Regions from separate parts of the Ovis aries genome. Here region 2 is linked to region 1. A link is a contact called in public Hi-C data. All regions are on one chromosome and are shown on one strand. Each heading gives the region's core, a stretch centred on a gene start, on an enhancer-like site or on the middle of the called end of the contact. The rest is flanking DNA. Distances are from core to core; before and after follow the strand shown.

What was found. Hi-C and Micro-C count contacts between places; a contact is called where the count stands out from the background.
Region 2: a Hi-C map of hypothalamus shows a contact between it and region 1, with 4 times the contacts expected there. The contact joins the enhancer-like site here to the promoter of METTL6 in region 1. A contact is called at or near these places in 3 of 16 Hi-C or Micro-C datasets (hypothalamus, muscle and tail adipose tissue).

What each region holds. Positions count from the first base shown.
Region 1 is chr1:273,468,503-273,474,947 of ARS-UI_Ramb_v3.0, forward strand. METTL6 (methyltransferase 6, tRNA N3-cytidine) reads right to left here and starts at 4,528. Exons shown (of 4, transcript XM_012105347.4): 1 at 3,237-4,528. The coding sequence starts at 3,461. EAF1 (ELL associated factor 1) reads left to right here and starts at 4,302. Exons shown (of 6, transcript XM_027961866.3): 1 at 4,302-4,884. The coding sequence starts at 4,512.
Region 2 is chr1:273,876,695-273,883,125 of ARS-UI_Ramb_v3.0, forward strand. All of the region lies in intron 1 of ANKRD28 (ankyrin repeat domain 28), which reads right to left. Among named protein-coding and RNA genes, the nearest start is that of ANKRD28, 70 kb to the right of the region's middle. Within about 2 kb of position 3,542, at least 5 of the 54 cell types and tissues checked have an H3K27ac peak or open chromatin away from gene starts, as enhancers often do. A contact at or near this core is called in hypothalamus, where this site is marked.

The DNA.
Region 1 (6,445 bases), core at 3,278-5,777:
TAGTAAAGAGATGCTCAAAATTCTCCAAGCCAGGCTTCAGCAATACATGAACCATGAAACTTCCAGATGTTCAAGCTGGTTTTAGAAGAGGCAGAGGAAACAGAGATCAAATTGCCAACATCCGCTGGATCATGGAAAAAGCAAGAGAGTTCCATAAAAACATCTATTTCTGCTTTATTGACTATGCCAAAGCCTTTGACTGTGTGGATCACAATAAACTGTGGAAAATTCTGAAAGAGATGGGAATACCAGACCACCCGACCTGCCTCTTGAGAAACCTGTATGCAGGTCAGGAAGCAACAGTTAGAACTGGACATGGAACAACAGACTGGTTCCAAATAGGAAAAGAAGTACATCAAGGCTGTATATTGTCACCCTGCTTATTTAACTTCTATGCAGAGTACATCATGAAACGCTGGGCTGGAAGAAGCACAAGCTGGAATCATTGCCGGGAGAAATATCAATAACCTCAGACATGCAGATGACACCACCCTTATGGCAGAAAGTGAAGAGGAACTAAAAGCCTCTTGATGAAAGTAAAGAGGAGAGTGAAAATGTTGGCTTAAAGCTCAACATTCAGAAAACGAAGATCATGGCATCTGGGTCCCATCGCTTCATGGGAAATAGATGGGGAAACAGTGCAAACAGTGTCAGACTTTATCTTTTTGGGCTCCAAAATCACTGCAGATGGTGATTGAAGCCATGAAATTAAAAGACACTTGCTCCTTGGAAGAAAAGTTTTGACCAACCTAGATAGCAAATTCAAAGGCAGAGACATTACTTTGCCAACAAAGGTCCGTCTAGTCAAGGTTATGGTTTTTCCTGTGGTCATGTATGGATGTGAGAGTTGGACTGTGAAGAAAGCTGAGTGCCGAAGAATTGATGCTTTTGAACTGTGGTGTTGGAGAAGACTTTTGAGAGTCCCTTGGACTGCAAGGAGATCCAACCAGTCCATTCTGAAGGAGATCAGCCCTGGGATTTCTTTGGAGGGAATGATGCTAAAGCTGAAACTCCAGTACTTTGGCCACCTCATGGCCTATAAGATTGGGAGATACAGAAAAGACTGACGGTGGGACTTCCCAGGTGGCCCAGGAGGTAAGATTCTGTGCTTTCAATGCATGGGGGCGTGGGTTTGATCCCTGATTGAGGAACTAAGATCCCACTCGCTATACAGTGCTGCCAAAAAAAGGACTGATGTTAAATGTTGATGGCATAGAGGAAAATAATATCTTTATATTATTGGTGAAATTATAAATTGATATAATTTTCTGGATGGACAGCTGGCATTATCTATTTAAATTTTAATGTGTATGCTTCCTCCAAGGAATTCCATTTCTTCTATTAGTCACCACAGAGACTTGTACACGTGTTTGGGGCATGCGTATAATTCTGATTACATCAATCCGACTTGTGGGAGCAAAAAATTAGAAGCAATTTGAACAATCATCAACAAGGCAATTGTTACTATATGGCACATCCTTTCTGTGAAATACTACAAGAGGTAAATGTAATGCGGCAGACCTACATATACTGGGATGAAAATACTCGGCAAGATACAATGCAGAGCGAAGAAGGTAGGTTATAGCACAATGTGCTATCACTATTAATAAAGTCTAGGTGCTAAAACTGTGAAAGGTTGATGGGAAACAGATATCTGCATGTTGCCAAAGCAACCCTCACACATCTGTCAATGACAAAAGGAGACACCTGTGCAACAGAGCAATTAGGGAGTCTCCTTAGACCCTGTGCCCAACTAGCATCACCTACAGTGAGATTAGATCACTGCCTCCTGACAGGGTGCAGTATGGAAGCTACATCATCACCCGCTAAAGTATTTCTGCTCAAAATATTTTACCTGATTTAACTTCTGGTTTACAGAAAACACAAGGCATAAAGCAACAAGTTAAACAATGACAGACAGAAATAATCAGCCATACTGGAACGTGCGACCTCGTTACATAAAATTGCTTGCTCTCCCAAAACTCGATGTCACCGGGGAAAAAGTCAAAGGGAAGGGCAGGAATGTTTTAGGCTAAGAAGATTTAAGGTACATAATAAAGTGTAAGCTGCAGCCCTTAACTAAATACAACCATAAATGGCACTATAAAAGTTTATGAAGCAAAAGCAGCAAAATGCTGCCAATCATTAAATCTGGACACAAGTTTATGGACGTTATCTGGTATTTCTTTCTACTTTTCTAAATAATGCTCTGTTTCTCTATGTATTATACATGCACATACACAGGAAAACTACATTTACAGTGATCACAGCCGGTCCTTCAGGAAGAGGACCGGAACTGGGAAAATGGGTGTAGAAGTCAGGTCCAACAAGTCTAGGAAAATAGAGACATAACAACACACGGATGGTGCACCAACCTTGACATATTCAACAGCTCTTGGAGAAAAATCACAGGCATAGGCAAAGATACCTGGATCTTCTTCTAAAAGTGGGAATAAACAGTTCCCAACCCCACAGCCAGCTTCAAGAATAGTCAATTTCTGATCTTCAAACTGAGGAAAGAGAACCCAAAGTTACAGTACACAACATCCCACCTAATGAAGAAACAAACTAAAAGGTCCAGAACATGAAACAAGGTCTCTGCCCCCATGGAGTAGACAATTAACCAGTGAAGGGATAACCCAAAGCAACTGATGCCTCATCTGTTGTCCAACACTGGGTAATCTGGTGTGGAGAAAACAACAGCGTAATGGCTAACACAACAGGCTCTGAGGTTAAAGTGCCTGCACGCAAATCTGAACTTTTCCCCTCACCCTGCATTCCGTCACTGAACAAGTCACTCACACAGCTTTGTCCCTCAGTTTCATCAGCAAGTGGGAATAACCCTAACGCTAAACTTCAACATGTTACTTTAAGGTTTAAATTACAGAACACTACTGTTAAGTTCATGTGAAGGGCTGTGGTGAAGCATTCATCTCCATTATCATTATGAACCTGTCACTGAAATCATTCAGTGTGAACTCAATATTTACAATTTTCAGATTCGCTTTAAAGAAACAGAAAATGCCCACTCAAGTCCTCTCTCCTCTGTATTTTACAACTCAGCAACTGCTAAAACTATTTGAGACAGTGTATATCTAAGCTACAAAAATTCATGAAGCCTTTGACAGGTTTCGTAAATTTTCTACCTCACACTCGCCCTGGGAATCCAATAAAACACCCCTCTTCTACACATTTTAAATGAAGAATCGCTCGAACAAGGTGCAGTATTAGTTTACCTCTCTACATGATCTGAGCTCCTCAAACTCTCTGGTGGTCCAGTGTCTATCTTTGAAGAAATTAGTGCTGTTTCTTTTGTAAAAAAGGTCCCAGTTCTTCTGAGCCTCTTTTTCCAGTTTCTGCTGTTTAAAATCAGACACTAAAGCTTGGTCTCTCTTCAGTTTCTCCTCTTCTTCAGAGCTGAGAATCCTTGTCTGCAGCCCTCTCCTTTGCAAAGCAGCCATCTCCTACGTGGATGGTCATATGCTGAACATTTAACACTGCTGGAGATGGCCCATTCCTCAGCAACCTGAGGACTTCAAGTGGATACCACAGACACAGGCAGGGTCCTCTCAGATGTGGTCCCTCAGGCTGGGTTCAAGCCTGAAGCAGCCATCGGATACTTCGCAGGAAAGAAAAAGACATTCCGGTGGGAGGTTCTAGAACAGGTTTTTTTTTTTAAGATGCTCAGTTAGCGGTTCTTGATTAGTTCTTTCACTTAACATTTCAATTCCGCAAACATTTACTAGATGCTGACCCTACACAAAGCCCTACCCCACTACAGAAGAGGTCACAAAGAGCAAGACACAGACCCCCGCCTGCAGGGGGCTGACATCCAGCGGCCAGGGCTCTCACGCACAGAAAGGCTTAATTCCAACCCGAACAGTCAGTAAGCCGCTTTCAGTCAGGAAAAAAAGTCACTCTCAAGAACTGACTGAGAAACCTTACGGTTCCTCAGGGTTCGGTGTCCGTGAAACGGGGGTGTCTTTAAAAACAACCACGACGGCTGTCCAAGCCCCAGGCGGTCGGTCACCGTCGCCAAGGACGCGAGAGACGGCGTTTTTCGGGGAAAACGGAGCTACTACGCCCGGGTGGCCTGAGTCTGTCTCATGAACCCCAGGGCGCGTCCCTTTCGGGAACTGAGGCCCTCGCGCCGCCCTGGGCGCGCGAAAGGGACGAAAAAGAGGCTCAGGGACGCGGAGAGTGGGGCCGCCAGGACCCTGCGGATGAGCCGGGCCGCCCAGCCGCGAGGGGCGGCGGCGACCCGCGTGAGCCTAGTCCACCGCGCGCCGGGCGCCCCAGTCAGCAGTTCCTAGGTTCCCCTGAAGGGTGGGGCCGGGCGCGCTGAGCCCCCAGCCAGGCGCAGCCTCAGAAGCAGAACTTGGGAGCCACCGCGGGGAAAAAAAAAAAAACAAAACAAAACAAAACCAAAACCCTTCGCCTGGCCAACACCCACCCCCGCCCCGCAGAGAGACCTCGAATCCGGATTCTCCCGGCGGCAAAGACCTTCGGCCATGGCACCGCCCCCTCTACTTCCGCTGCGGGCCCGGACGTCCCTCCTCGGCGCCGGAAGTTCCGCCGTCGGGTCTGCTCGGAGTCGTCCCCCGCCCAGACGCGCAGGCCCGAGCTCGTTTCCGGCCTGCGCGGGTGGGCGCCGGCTCGGCTCCCCGCGCGCCCCCGAGCGCTGTCCCGGAAGCGCGGCTCCTCCGGACGCCGGCGCCGGCGGCTCGGGCCGGGGCCGCGCCAGGAGGGCGCCCGGGCGGGCGCGAGGCCCGTGCGGGGCCATGAACGGGACGGCCAACCCGCTGCTGGACCGCGAGGAGCACTGCCTGCGGCTCGGGGAGAGCTTCGAGAAGCGGCCGCGGGCCTCCTTCCACACCATCCGCTGTGAGTCCGCCCCCCGGTCGCCCTCTGCCCCGGAGAAGGCCAGGGGGCCTTGCCGGCGTTCCCTCCCTCGGGGGACCTCGGGTTTTTCCTTTGTTTTTTTTTCCCAGCTCCCTCTTCTCAGACCAGACCCTTCCCTCAGCTCCCAGGATTTCTCCGCTTTGCGCTACCAAATGCTTCTCCCGAAGGTCATTGGACCCTCTTGCGCCCCGAACCTCCACGTCCCCATGTTACTACCGAAGGGCTGCGACCCCATCAGTTTCCAGCTTCTTTGTATTCCAGCCTCTCCTCACCCCCACCGCCCCCCACACACCCAGATCCCCGCGCTTCAGGAGCTCTTCTCGTTTCCTCGGGATTGGCATCCTCCACCTTCCCCTCTTATTACCGAAGGGCTGCGACCCCACATCAGTTTCCAGCTTCTTTGTATTCCAGCCACCCCCTCCCCCTCGATCCACACCCCGATCCCCACTGGGCATCTCCACGCTTCAGGAGCTCTTCTCGTTTTCCTCGGCGTTGGCCTCCACTCCCTCCTGTTCCATTCCCTTCCGGCCGCCTTTGCTTTTCTTTCCTTGCCCCCTTGGGTTCTGGCCTCCGCGACGCCCGGCTGCAGCCCCAGAGCCCGCAGCTCTGCGCCCCGTCCGCCTTCTTTTCCTCCATATATCTGTGCCAGCTTGTCTCGCGCTTTGATGTCTTTTTGAGGTCACCAGACTACCCCTCACTTTTTCTCCAGACCCAGTCCCTTGTGGGTGGAAAGTAAAATTAGGATTGGAGAGCCAGGAATAAGTTAGAGCTTGATCTATGTTTGGAAGCAAAAGCCAGCAGGCATAAGGAGTGTGCAGATAGTCATTATGCTGGACCTCTTTTTTTCTCCATGATTACAGACTCTGTTGAGGGGAGGGCCTTTCCACTGTGTATCCTGGGTGAAGAATTGGCCGCCAGAGCATCCCACTATGATTCACAGACTCCTGGTTTCGCGTCCCAGTAGCCCCAGTACTGGTTAAGACTTGTTTTTGTCCGAGGAGTTCTTAGATGTGACTCAACACCTTGAAACAGGCGTAGTAGGTGGTGAACTTCTGTCTTCCTGTGGTCACTTGCCAGGCCATTACTCTGCTTCCTGCTGACGGCAGATCAGCCCTCTGAGGGGCTGGGTTTTGGGAATGTGAGAAGAGCAGCATCATTTCCTGAACAATTTACTAAGTTGATGTTGTGGCAGAATGAAGGGCAACGTGCAGTTTAAATAAGACACTTGACAGATGTACCTGGCCTGCAGTCTGAGGCAGGTTTGTGTTAAAAGACAGTAAGATGGCTGTTCACGCTGTGCCTTAACTGCAATTCAGAAACATGGGCAGGATTAACCTTTGGAAGTACAGTGCAACCTTCTGCTCCAGATATCTGTAGGAATATTCTTGTTAAAGCTATGGAACTTGAGTGTGGCAGATCCTAACTTTGACAGTTCTTATCAAAATGCTGTGACCTCTCATGTTTCATAGTGTGTTTTACAATCGCAGGGTTTTAAAAACATACTCTGTTGCTTTTCATCCTTATAATAACCCTAATAAAACAC
Region 2 (6,431 bases), core at 2,292-4,791, 410 kb after region 1:
TCAGGAAGCAACAGTTAGAACTGGACATGGAACAACAGACTGGTTCCAAATAGGAAAAGGAGTACGTCAAGGCTGTATATTGTCACCCTGCTTATTTAACTTATGTGCGGAGTACATCATGAGAAACGCTGGGCTGGAAGAAGCACAAGCTGGAATCAAGATTGCTGGGAGAAATATCAATAACCTCAAATATGCAGATGACACCACCCTTATGGCAGAAAGTGAAGAGGAACTAAAAGCCTCTTGATGAAAGTGAAAGAGGAGAGCGAAAAAGTTGGCTTAAAGCTCAACATTCAGAAAACGAAGATCATGGCATCTGGTCCCATCACTTCATGGCAAATAGATGGGGAAACTGTCAGATTTTAATTTTGGGGGCTCTAAAATCACTGCAGATAGTGACTGTAGCCATGAAATTAGAAGACGCTTGCTCGCTGGAAGGAAAGTTATGACCAACCTAGACAGCATATTCAAAAGCAGAGACATTACTTTGCCAACAAAGGTCCATCTAGTCAAAGCTATGGTTTTTCCTGCGGTCACGTATGCATGTGAGAGTTGGGCCATAAGAACGCTGAGTACCGAAGAATTGATGCTTTTGAGCTGTGGTGTTGGAGAAGACTCTTGAGAGCCCCATGGACTGCAAGGAGATCAAACCAGTCAATCCTAAAGGTTATGAGTCCTGAATATTCATTAGAAGGACTGATGCTGAAGCTTGAAACTCCAATACTTTGCCCACCTGATGGGAAGAACTGACTTAGTGGAAAAGACCCTGATGCTGGGAAAGACTGAAGGCAGGAGAAGGGGACGACAGAGGATGAGATGGTTGGATGGCATCCCCGACTCAATGGACATGAGTTTGAGTAAGCTCCGGGAGTTGGTGATGGACAGGGAGGCCTGGTGTCCATGGGGTTACAAAGAGTCGGACATAACTGAGCAACTGAACTGAACTGAAGGGAGATAGTAGAAATATTACTGTATTTAAGTAGCAGTTTTAAAAAATAATAATGTTGGATTATTTCTTTCATAATTTTGATTACCTCAACCAGTAGTTTAAAATTAAGCAAAAGTCTTATCATTCAGACTGGATTGAAGGCCAGACTGAATTAAAGTTTTTTACATTGTATTATTTGGAAAAATATCCTATTTGATCTCTTATTTGTACAAGATTTGGCTGGAATTTATGTTAACTAGCAGCATGTCTGGCATACCGCTTATGTTTACCAGATTCATGATAAACACATCCTCTAAAATATAATTAACATTATTTGCATAATTAATAATCTTTCAGCAACTGTTTCAAAGACAACTTTGTTGTTTTCAGTTGCTCAGTCATGTCCGATTCTTTGTGACCCCACGGACTATAGCAAGCCTGGTTTCACTGTCTTTCACCATCTCCCAGAGTTTGCTCAAACTCATGTCCATTGAGTCAGTGATATCATCTCATCCTCTGTCAAGAAGATGGAGCAGAAATACTGGGCCTAAAGACAACTGAGGCCCAATATTTCAAAGAAGTAGGGTATAAAATTTTTACATTAAATAGTCTGAATTTCTGCCTTTCTCAAGAAAAGACTGAAGAAAAGTTATCTGCAATTCATTTTGGTTTCTATGATGTGGTGACACTGGGGTAAATGCAGCGTTAAGTTACTGTACTTTACAGTCTGAAGGAAGAAAAATTCCAGTTTAAAACGAAGTTGCTATGGTTACTCAATGTTTGCCTTTATAAGCAATAATTACGTGAGCCATTCAGGGATTTCCCACTAGTGCAGGAGAATCAGTAGCTGAAGTATACACTAGTCATTTCACACACAAATTGGGGCTGCATACGCCACTTCCATTTCAAAGTAGCTATCATTGGGAAATGCTAAAGATGATTCACATCTTTCTAAACCATAGAAGGGTGGAGACAAAAACACTAAGAGTAACTATTTGAAAATCCAAGTGATGACTCAGATAGTTTTCGACATTTTTCATATTCCTTCGTTTCCTTTAGTAAAGAGTGCTATCTAAAATTGTACAAAGCAGCTTCAATTGTTGAAAGAAGGAAAGGGCGTTTCTAATGTGTTTCAGTGGAGGTTTTTTTTTTTTTTCTTCATAAATAGATGTTCGTGCTCTTGATAAACCTGTAAAAAGTCATGCCTATAACTTAGTATTAATTTAGAGTAAGTGTCAATTCCTTTAGATGTAGTCAATTTTTAACTTAAGTGAGAAGAAGGGGTTCCTGTCAGAATTAATGACTAGCTAGCTCATTCTTGAATAACTAGTAGTGAAATGTACTGTCAGTTATTATATTTATAGAAGCTTTTTGTCTATCTTGTTCACAATTAGAACACTCATTAATGCAAGAATATTTATGAAATTGTGACCCCCATACAGTTGTAATGTTATCTTAAAATTACGCAGCCCATTACATCTTAATGGGCATTCCACAAAGTATCTAGTTTTCTGCACAAGAGACTATTAAATATGCTTGTTGTTTAATATTAGGGCTATTCTAAACTAAAACAGCGTCTTACACCAAAATAAACTATAGAGTCTTATCACCACAAACAAAGCGAAGTGAAAGAAGGGGGCTCCAGGATGAGTCACTTGGTTCCTCAGTGTTATCACATAGGACACCTCGGCTCCTCCCAGCTTTTCTGCCAGACTCAGCATGGACCTTGGAATAACTCCCTTCACAGCCACAAAATAATAATACACTGTTGCCCAGCAGGAGGGGGAGTTTTCTTCTCTGTCTCCTTTTTTAGGTACAAAGATATTCCCTGATATGGGACTAGACCTGGCTCACTAGCAGGCAGAACAGAACTGCCATGATTAGCTCGCACAATTAGGGGATTCTCCAAGTCGTGTAGGGTACAGGTGGGCAAACACACAACACTGGGGGCCTGTAGGGAAGGAAGTGGGCAACAGTCAGTGAGTAGGCAACTAATAGCATGCTATTTACAATATAGAAAATTAAATTTGGGCGTTTTATTTCAGTAGTTTAGTTTTCTTCCCTTTATGAGATACTTTGAGAGTTCTGTAGATTTTTAAAGGGGGAAAATATTAGTTATAAATAATTTATCTTGAGAAAGATTAAAGGTGATCATTTTATGAATGCTATTGAGAAAAAAGAATAGTATACTTTAGAATACAGAGCTGTAAAATTATACTTTACTTCTGACCAATTAAAATGAAAGTTTTATATCAAAAATGTTTCCCGTTAACCTTACTTTTCGCCTCTAGGAAAAGTAAGTCTAACTACTAGACACAGGTCAAACTGCACCGAAAGTAATAAGACCAGAAACATCCAAAAAGGGCAGCCAGGAAGATGGTGGACCCATGTCCTCAGGGTCAGTGAAGCTGAGGGCTCCATCTGAAAAGGAGGCACAGACAGTGGGGCAGCTCTAAACTGCGTGAAGTGCTGCCACTGCCAAGAGACGCCGGCCTGCACAGGCCTTGAAAGGAGAACCAGCATCGATGAATAATCACAAGCAGGAAATAGAAGACTGTACTTTTTGCTTTTAATCTAGCATTTTATTTGAAAATGGAAGAGGCTGGCTGCTCGCATGGGGCAGGGATTAGTATCCCAGGTCACCCGAATGCCTCCTTATGATGGTTCTAGGCACTGAATCTGTACTTAATTTTTAACAACATGCCTGCAAAATACACTCTATTTCACAGATGAATTCTGAGCTAGACAAGTTAAAACTGGAAATCATACAGCTAGGAAGTGGAGAACACTGGATTCTTATCCAGGCCCATCTGTCTCCAAGGCCTGGCTCTTCCCACACACCACACACCTAAGAAAAGTTAAATCAGCAGCTAAGGAAGCAAATGGGATTTCTCTGTTGGTGAGAACTGAGTGTCATCTGACTAAAGTCCCTTTTAGAACTGAGATGCCAGAAATGACAAGAATTCCTCCCTTCCACTCACACCAGCTCTTCACATCTGCTCTACAGGGTAAGGAAGCTGGGGAAGCTTTCTCTCTTGGCATTCTACTCAGAGAAGAAGACAACAAAGTTAGATTCGTTCAACGTCCTTCTGGTTTACCCCTAAAATACCTATTTTCCATTTTTTCCCCTCTTATGTTTCATTTACTTAGTAGTCATTCACTAAACACCTCTTACACGCCAGATACCGAATCTCAATGGCTTTGCAATCTGACAGGAAGAACCTGTAGGCACAAAAGGTGAAAGAGTCCTTTTTTTAAAAAAAATATTTCCATCTCCTTAACAGATTTTCCTTTACCAATTCCAATCCTTTCTTATATCACTTTGCTTTACTCCTCCCTGCAGTCTCTGCTCCTTTCTCTTAGCCTCCAGAAAACTCTGGCTCCCTAACCAGCTACCACATCTCTCTCGTTTGTCCCTGCTGCGGCAGACTCCATTCTCAATCGCTGGTCAAGCGATACTGCTCCAAGGTCACCAATGACGATCGCCTATTGAATCTTCGTTTTTCTCCACTCACTATGCGGCACTGGGCATCAGTAGTGCTTATCGGATTCTCTGCTGGCTACTTTCGTGAGGTTTTCACCTATTTTTTAAGCCTTTTAAGTGCCTTTTATTTGGCTTTCCTTCCACCCTCTAAACTTAAATACTGGCTTTCCTTTCAGCCCACTTTGCTTCCTCTTGGTCTTCAATCTCTTCTTGGACAATCTCATCTATTTCTATGAGTCATCAGTTATGTGATACTTCCAAGACTTTATTTCTAGTCCTAATCTCCAAGTACAACTTCCAAATGCTTGATGGGCCTTTTTACCTGCATATTCTGTATATTTCATACTCAGCACGGCAAAATTCAACTTACCACCTCTGGCCCACTCCCTCAAAGGGCTCTGTTCTGAACTCCCCAGGTGGGCTGGCAGCACTGACACGGCCATACACACAGTGGGCCAGAGCACAGAAAGGATGGCCTAGAAGACTTCCCCTGCTTGACCTCTCACTCTCAGTTGCCAAGTTCCAAGCATTCTACACAAAATCTTCCTGAACTCTTCCCCCACAGGGACCTAGCTCAGACCCACTTCAGTCCTCTCAAAACCCACCTCCGAACTGGTCTCTCAGCGCTTGGCTCTCCATTCTCCAGTTCTATCCATCCTCACAGCAGACAGGTTCTTTCACGAGAATCTCTTGCTTTAGGGAGTGCATCTGGTCCAAAGATAAACAAAAGACCCAGGGCTGGTGAGAGTACCACCTATTCCTTAGTTTAATTCAAGGATAAACATAAAATCAAAGCCAGACAGGAATTTCCTCAAGATTTTAGTTTCCTGCCAAAGGTATGAGGGAAAACACCCTTTTTCTTTCGGGATTGTAATGAAATGTAAGCTAAACTGCCTTACAGGAGAGAAGAGGACAGAGCTTTGAAAGGGTAAGGGATGAGGGAACTCCACACTGTTGCCAAGTCCTGGAACCAGCTCTGTCTGACCATGCCTACTGTCTGGCTAATCAGTTTTCTTTTGCATTTAAGCCACTTTCAGTTAGGATTTCTGCCATTTGTAACCAACAGTCCTGATTAACAATTTTCTATACCACTAGTCATTTCTCTAAATTACAATGTTATTTGCCTGCTTTTTTTTAGTGAAATAAATTTTACAAAACACAACACTGAAGATACCCACCACTACTGTAACTTGTTACAATTTCAATATATCACATCATTTCATGTGGCTGGGCCACCATATACCATGTTCCCTCTGCCTAGAATGTGCCCTTTCTACCTAACTAGCCACAAAATATACAATAAGGTTGCATAAAATAAAGCTGGAAAATTAGGCAGGAGCCAAACCAGAAAGGGGCCTTATATGCCACACTGACATATATACATTTTAACTGCAGACAGGTGGGGGAGACTACTAAAAAATTTTAAGTCCAAAAAATGACATAATCAGATTTGCATGTTAGAACCCTCACTGTGGATGTAGCATGAAGGAGGATTTTAAAATGAAGTGATACTAAAGACAAGAAAACAACAGCAGGCCACTGCAACAGTCTAAGCCGGGAGCCACAGGAATGGAAAGAGGAGTAAATTAAGACATCTCTGGGGAAATAAATTTTGCCAACTGCTGTCAAATAGCATTACTAAATCTTTCAAAGTCTTTAAACTAGCATTTCTATTTGCAAGAATGTAGACATTGGGAAGAGCTCCTGGAGGAGGGCATGCAACCCACTCCAGTATTCTTGTCTGGAGAATCCCATAGACAGAGGAGCCTGGGGTGGGTACAGTCCAAGGGGCAGCGCAGAGTTGAACACAGCTGAAGCGACTTAGCATGGGACACAGCACAGACATAAGGAAGTAATGTGAAGCCTATAAAAATGTACATATCAGGAATTTACTGAAGGATCATTGATAACAAACTATTAACAACAACCTAAGTGTTAAATAAAAGCAATTTAAAATTTAGACTATATCATACAGTGAACCTGAATGATATTTACAAACTGAATTTCTCTTCTATAATT